2 separate regions of the Canis lupus genome follow, and region 2 is linked to region 1. A link is a contact called in public Hi-C data. All regions are on one chromosome and are shown on one strand. Each heading gives the region's core, a stretch centred on a gene start, on an enhancer-like site or on the middle of the called end of the contact. The rest is flanking DNA. Distances are from core to core; before and after follow the strand shown. Region 1 holds the start of UBAC2 (ubiquitin-associated domain-containing protein 2). Region 2 holds the start of TM9SF2 (transmembrane 9 superfamily member 2).

Region 1 (2,613 bases), core at 54-2,553:
TACAGTTTGTTTTCCTCTCTAGTTTTTCCCCACTCAGTTCCCCTCCTTTCCCCTATGGTCCCTTTCACTATTTCTTATATTCCACATGAGTGAAACCATATAATTGTCTTTCTCTGATTGACTTATTTCATTCAGCATAATATGCTCTAGTCCCATCCCAGGGGAAGTGAATGGCATAGGTATTCATCTATCTTGCAGTTTGACTCCATCTTACCCACGCAGGATTTTGTAACATGATGCATTGATCAGCTGGAGAATGTTGGTTCACAGAGTTTGCAGCCCTTCCAAAGGCACAATGGGAAGCTCCACTGTACACTCCTGAGTAAAAGGAAATGTCTTTGTACAATCATGAAAATAGTTCTGGCCTTCTGGATTCCCCAAATTGGGGTGGGGGAAGTAGCCACACCTACTTTGAGAACCAGTGACCTATGCTGGCTACCGGTTTTGTTGCTAACCAACAGCTTCTGCAAAAACAAAGAAAAGCCCAATAAATAAAGTCACTTATACTTTCGCCTTCTAGCAATAAATCCGTGTTGAAATTTTGGGTCACTGGCACCTCTCTTCAGAGGCAGGGACTGTGTTTGATTGATCCACAAATTCCAGATTGAGCTCAGCGCCTGGTCCTTATAAACACTAAAAAAATGTTTGTTTGTTTGTTTTTCCTGTAGTTTTGTAAGGTGTCCTTTCCATTTAGCCTTGTCAATTTCGCAAAAAGTATTCTTTAATAACTACACTAGATAATATAGTTTTCAGGTTCAAACTCATTTAAAAAAAAGCATGACTTTGCCTTAAAGATTAATATCATTTTGGGGATCCCTGGGTGGCGCAGCGGTTTGGCGCCTGCCTTTGGCCCAGGGCGCGATCCTGGAGACCCGGGTTCGAATCCCATGTCGGGCTCCTGGTGCATGGAGCCTGCTTCTCCCTCTGCCTATGTCTCTGCCTCTCTCATCTCTCTCTCTCATAAAAAAAAAAAATTAATATCATTTTGCAAGAGAGGAAAAAAAAAAAAAAAAAAAGGCCAGGTCTGGAGGGCGCCAGAGCAGACGCCTGGGGAGCAAGGCGGCTCAGAGCCTCTCGCCCTCGGCCGGACGCCGCACCCCGGGGAGCCCCTGCCGACGCCCTGGGGGAGCGAGCTTCGGCGCCCAGACACACTGAGCATGCGTGGAGCTCGCCCGCGTCCCGTCCCGGGAGAGGTTAGAGGTCGCCAGGAATTAGCCCCGCACCCCCGCCCCGACGCCGGCACTCGGAGGAATCCGCTGCCACGCTGCTCCACGGGGCGTGGGCGCCGCTGAGCGCTGGAACGTTGCTCGCGGCAGCTGCCCTCCGGCTCCTCCCACCATCTCCCCTTCCTTCACTATAGCAGGCCCGCGGCAGTCGGAAAAACCCGGACGGGCGGACGCCTCCGGCTGCGGACCGACTTCCCTTCCCGGGCAGGAAGGGAGGGGGCGGGCGGAGCGGTGCGGCCCGCGGGCCGCGCATGCGCCGCTCACGGGCAGCCCCAGGAGTGGAATCCAGTTGCCGGATTCGCCGCTGCGCCGGGAGTGCGCCTGCGCGGTCTCCGGGTCCCTCCACCTCCGCTTCCCCTCCCCCTGTCCCCCCTCGGGGGCTCCGGGTCCGGCGGGACCATGTTCGCCAGCACCGGCTCCAGCGGGCTTTGTGAGTACCGGCCGCCGCCATCCTGGCTCTTTCCCACGCGGCACCCTGGGCACCTCCTTGAGAAGCCTGGGGGCAGCGGGGACCCTCGGGGTTGTAGGAGGTTTGGGGGCCGACCCTCCATCCCCGCGCCCGAACCTTGGGGGCTCCTCCTGCGGGTGAGGGGCGGCGGGCCCGGCCCCCCCTCCCCCGCCCTCAGCCCGGAGGGGCCAGTGGGCGCTGAGTCCCGCCGGCAGCCCCGGCCCTCACCTGTGAACCCCAGGTACGATGCTCAGGTGTTCCAGGTGGACCGGAAAGTTAGGGTCGGCCTGGGCGTCCCGGTGTTCTCCGGGCTCGACCCCTTGCGCTCCGCGGCGCGGGTGCCAGGCTGAAAGAGGAGGCTGTCCTGGTGGAGCCGATGCTGGAAGCCTGCCCCCTTCCCAGTCACCTTGCTCCATTTAGGCTACAGAGGGACCGAACTGGCTCCCCCCCAGGTGCACATTCCAGCCTCGGTCTCAGGAGCCGACCCCAAGGGTTTACTTAGATTTTTTTTCTTCCTCGGTTTCCCGTGAGAGTTTTTCGACAAATAAAAACTGATTAAAGTACATTAAAGTGGAAGGAAGTGAAGAAGTCATCTGGCAGGAAAGTGCGGACATTGCTGCTGGATGTTGCTGTCATCGTTCACTTGAACGTCCGCGGTGGTCAGCAGATAGAGGGCAAAGCAGTGCATGGAGCCTTTTAAATGACAATTTTTTTTTTTTTTTTCGCTGAAATTGTTTAGTTGGCTTTCGGTAAGGTGGACTGTATGTTAAGTAAACAGCACCGAGATTAGGCACTGGTACAGTAACAGGAACTGTTTGAACAGGCGTAATTTAAAATTGCTTGTCACTGTTGGTACTTCAGAGCTCTCTGCACGCGAACTTAATCGTGCCTCAGTATGGAAGCAGTTGACATTTTCAAATATTAAAAGATGTATTGTGA
Region 2 (2,613 bases), core at 41-2,540, 270 kb after region 1:
GTATTTTAACATATAAAAATTCCTTTAAGGCAGCCTGGGTGGCTCAACAGTTTAGGGCCACCTTCAGTCCTGGGCCTGATCCTGGAGACCTGGATCAACATCCATCTCCCCGCATGGAGCCTGCTTCTCCCTCTGCCTGTTCTCTGTCTCGCTCTCCCTCTGTGTGTGTCTCTCATTAATAAATAAAATCTTAAAAAAAAAAAAAAAAAAGAAAAAAATTCCTTTAGAAATTTCGTTAACCTCTCCCCACCAAAGATACGTGTTGGCAATCAATCATCCCCCAAGCACATCTGAAGGGTCTCATGACTCAGGTTTTATGAGACGGTAGTAAATGAGCTTTTCCCAACAACAGCTAGGCCCCTCAAGGTGCTGGAAATCTTGCTCCCAAAATCCCTTAGAGAATACAGTATCCTCAAACCCCTCACAACTTTCAGGTATATAATCAGCCACCCCTCATAGGCCCCGGGGCAGCAGCTTTTCCTGCCCATGGGTCCTGTCCCCGTGCTTTAATAAAACCACGATTTTGCACCAAAGGCGTCTCAAGAATTCTTTCTTGGTCGTCAGCTCCGGACCTCACCTATAATTCCAAAACTTCATCAATACCAGATTGCTATTTCACTAGAACGACTATCCTCACTTAACTGTTGCCCATCTTCTTTTGCAAAGAAACATCAACACTACCTTCTGTTTGCCCACTCCTGATTCCCCCCCCCCACCTCATTTCCACTCATCTTTAAAGAGATCTCGTTTATTCTGTACTATTACTGTCCCAGGCAAAAATGGCTCACGGCATCCAACGCTTGGAACCTGTCCGTGCAAACAGGGACACTCAAAACTATACGAGACTTTTTGGCTAGTTTTCCCCATTTGTTTCTTTATCCTGCTCCCAAACAGGTGTTTGCCGAACTACTTCTCGCCACCAAGGCCGCCTCCATCAGCAAGCATTTCCTGGGGCACCAACTCTATAGCAAGGGTTGACGTGCCAAGAGAGGTGTGGCGAGGAAACCTCGTAATTGCTATGGGAAATTGAACCAAAGCAGCGAGCCGGGGCCGCAGCGCGACACGTGGTGCCCTCCTGGACGCCGCCAGGCAGCTCCAGATCTGAATTTGGAAGGCGAGCCGTGAACGCGGAAGCCAGCAACCCCCTCGTGGGCCTGCTGAAAACCTGGAAAGTGGATTTCCTCCAGGCTCCGTCCCGGAAACTCCTCCCGGCGCTTGCGGCCCCTCTCACTGAGCATGTGCAGGCGGCGCTGCGCATGCTCTGTCGAGCTCCGGTTCGGTTGCTGTTGCGGGACCCGCGGCGTCTCCTAGCGCAACCGGAACTGTCCGTGGCGGGGCGGTCCCCCTTCAGCTCCCGCGATCTTGTAGTCGTCTCCGAGGCTCCCCGTCCCTCCTTCCCTCTTCGCCCCCTCGGCTCGGCTGCCCTTTTCCAGAAACAGCCGTCATGAGCGCGAGGCTGCTGGTGTTGTCTCCGCCTCGGTGGCCGGGGCTGGTGCTGCTGTTGCTGCTCCTGAGGGCGGCCCCAGGCCCACGTCCGGGCGCCGCCTTCTACCTGCCCGGCCTGGCGCCAGTCAACTTCTGCGAAGAAGACAAAAAGAGTGACGAGTGTAAGGTGAGTGAGGCCTGGCGGACCCTGAGTGCTCTGACCGAAGGGCAACCTCCCCTTAGCCGGAGAGCTGCGGTCCGAGGGGAAGGGGGCGTAGCTGGGATGGGTCCGGTGTCCCCGGGAAGTGCTTGGGTCCGCCCGGCGGCAGGTCGGAGGTTCTGGAATGGCCTTTTAGGGGTGGGTTCTGCGGGGCTCAGTGGGCCTCAGGCTCGCCTCGGGTCTAAAGGTCCAGGTAGCACGAGCAGCTGTAGTCCGTTTGCCTGCAAACAGGGGCTGCGTGTATGGATGGCCCTCCGTTGGAGTTGGGTGCATGCGGGTCCGCACGCAGTCCACGGGGGAGTGTGGGCTCACCGCCCCGGGTCACGCACTCCAAGAAAGTGGGCGACTGGGTCTTCCAGTTACTTTTCAAAAAAAATTTCATTGCTTCCCGAGGTGTTTTTTTTTTTTTTTTTTTTTTTTTTTGTTTCCTCCCTACTTTGTTGGAACTCCTGGTTGGTTCTGAGAGCTTGTTTTCTTTCTAGGACTTCGGTGTTTCAGCTTCACACTTAGCAGTGTGTTCCTTTTTTGGTGAACTCTTAACACCCAGAACCGCGTAAACTGCATCAATAAAAAGTTGCTGTAATAGTGGAGGCTGTTCATTTCTAACTCACTTAAAATATTTTTTAGCCTGCAGAAATTGTAAAAGATCCCAGCACTTAGTTTCTCTGACATTGTTTTAAACACTGACAAGCGGGTCACAGGAGAAACGCGTATTATTCCTAGGACAGATCCTGAAAACTGTGATCTCTTACGACTTTTACACTCAAGGTTTTCAGCTTAACTGCTAGTGAAGAGGCATATTAGTAACTTGCTTTTACGTTATTTGCTATAGAGCATGACGGTAGACATAATAGTTTTAAGTTGCTAACACCGTTGGGGCATGAGGATCTCTTTGAAACCAGTAATAATTTTAACAATTCAAATAATCGTTCAGCAAACTTTTACAGTCTGTAAATAGGTTTATTTAT

The links. Hi-C and Micro-C count contacts between places; a contact is called where the count stands out from the background.
Region 2: a contact with region 1 is called in a Hi-C map of blood, with 3 times the contacts expected there. The contact joins the promoter of TM9SF2 here to the promoter of UBAC2 in region 1. A contact is called at or near these places in 2 of 9 Hi-C or Micro-C datasets (both in blood).

What each region holds. Positions count from the first base shown.
Region 1 is chr22:49,408,152-49,410,764 of UU_Cfam_GSD_1.0, forward strand. UBAC2 (ubiquitin-associated domain-containing protein 2) reads left to right here and starts at 1,304. Exons shown (of 9, transcript XM_038569946.1): 1 at 1,304-1,656. The coding sequence starts at 1,626.
Region 2 is chr22:49,677,418-49,680,030 of UU_Cfam_GSD_1.0, forward strand. TM9SF2 (transmembrane 9 superfamily member 2) reads left to right here and starts at 1,291. Exons shown (of 17, transcript XM_038569948.1): 1 at 1,291-1,612. The coding sequence starts at 1,445.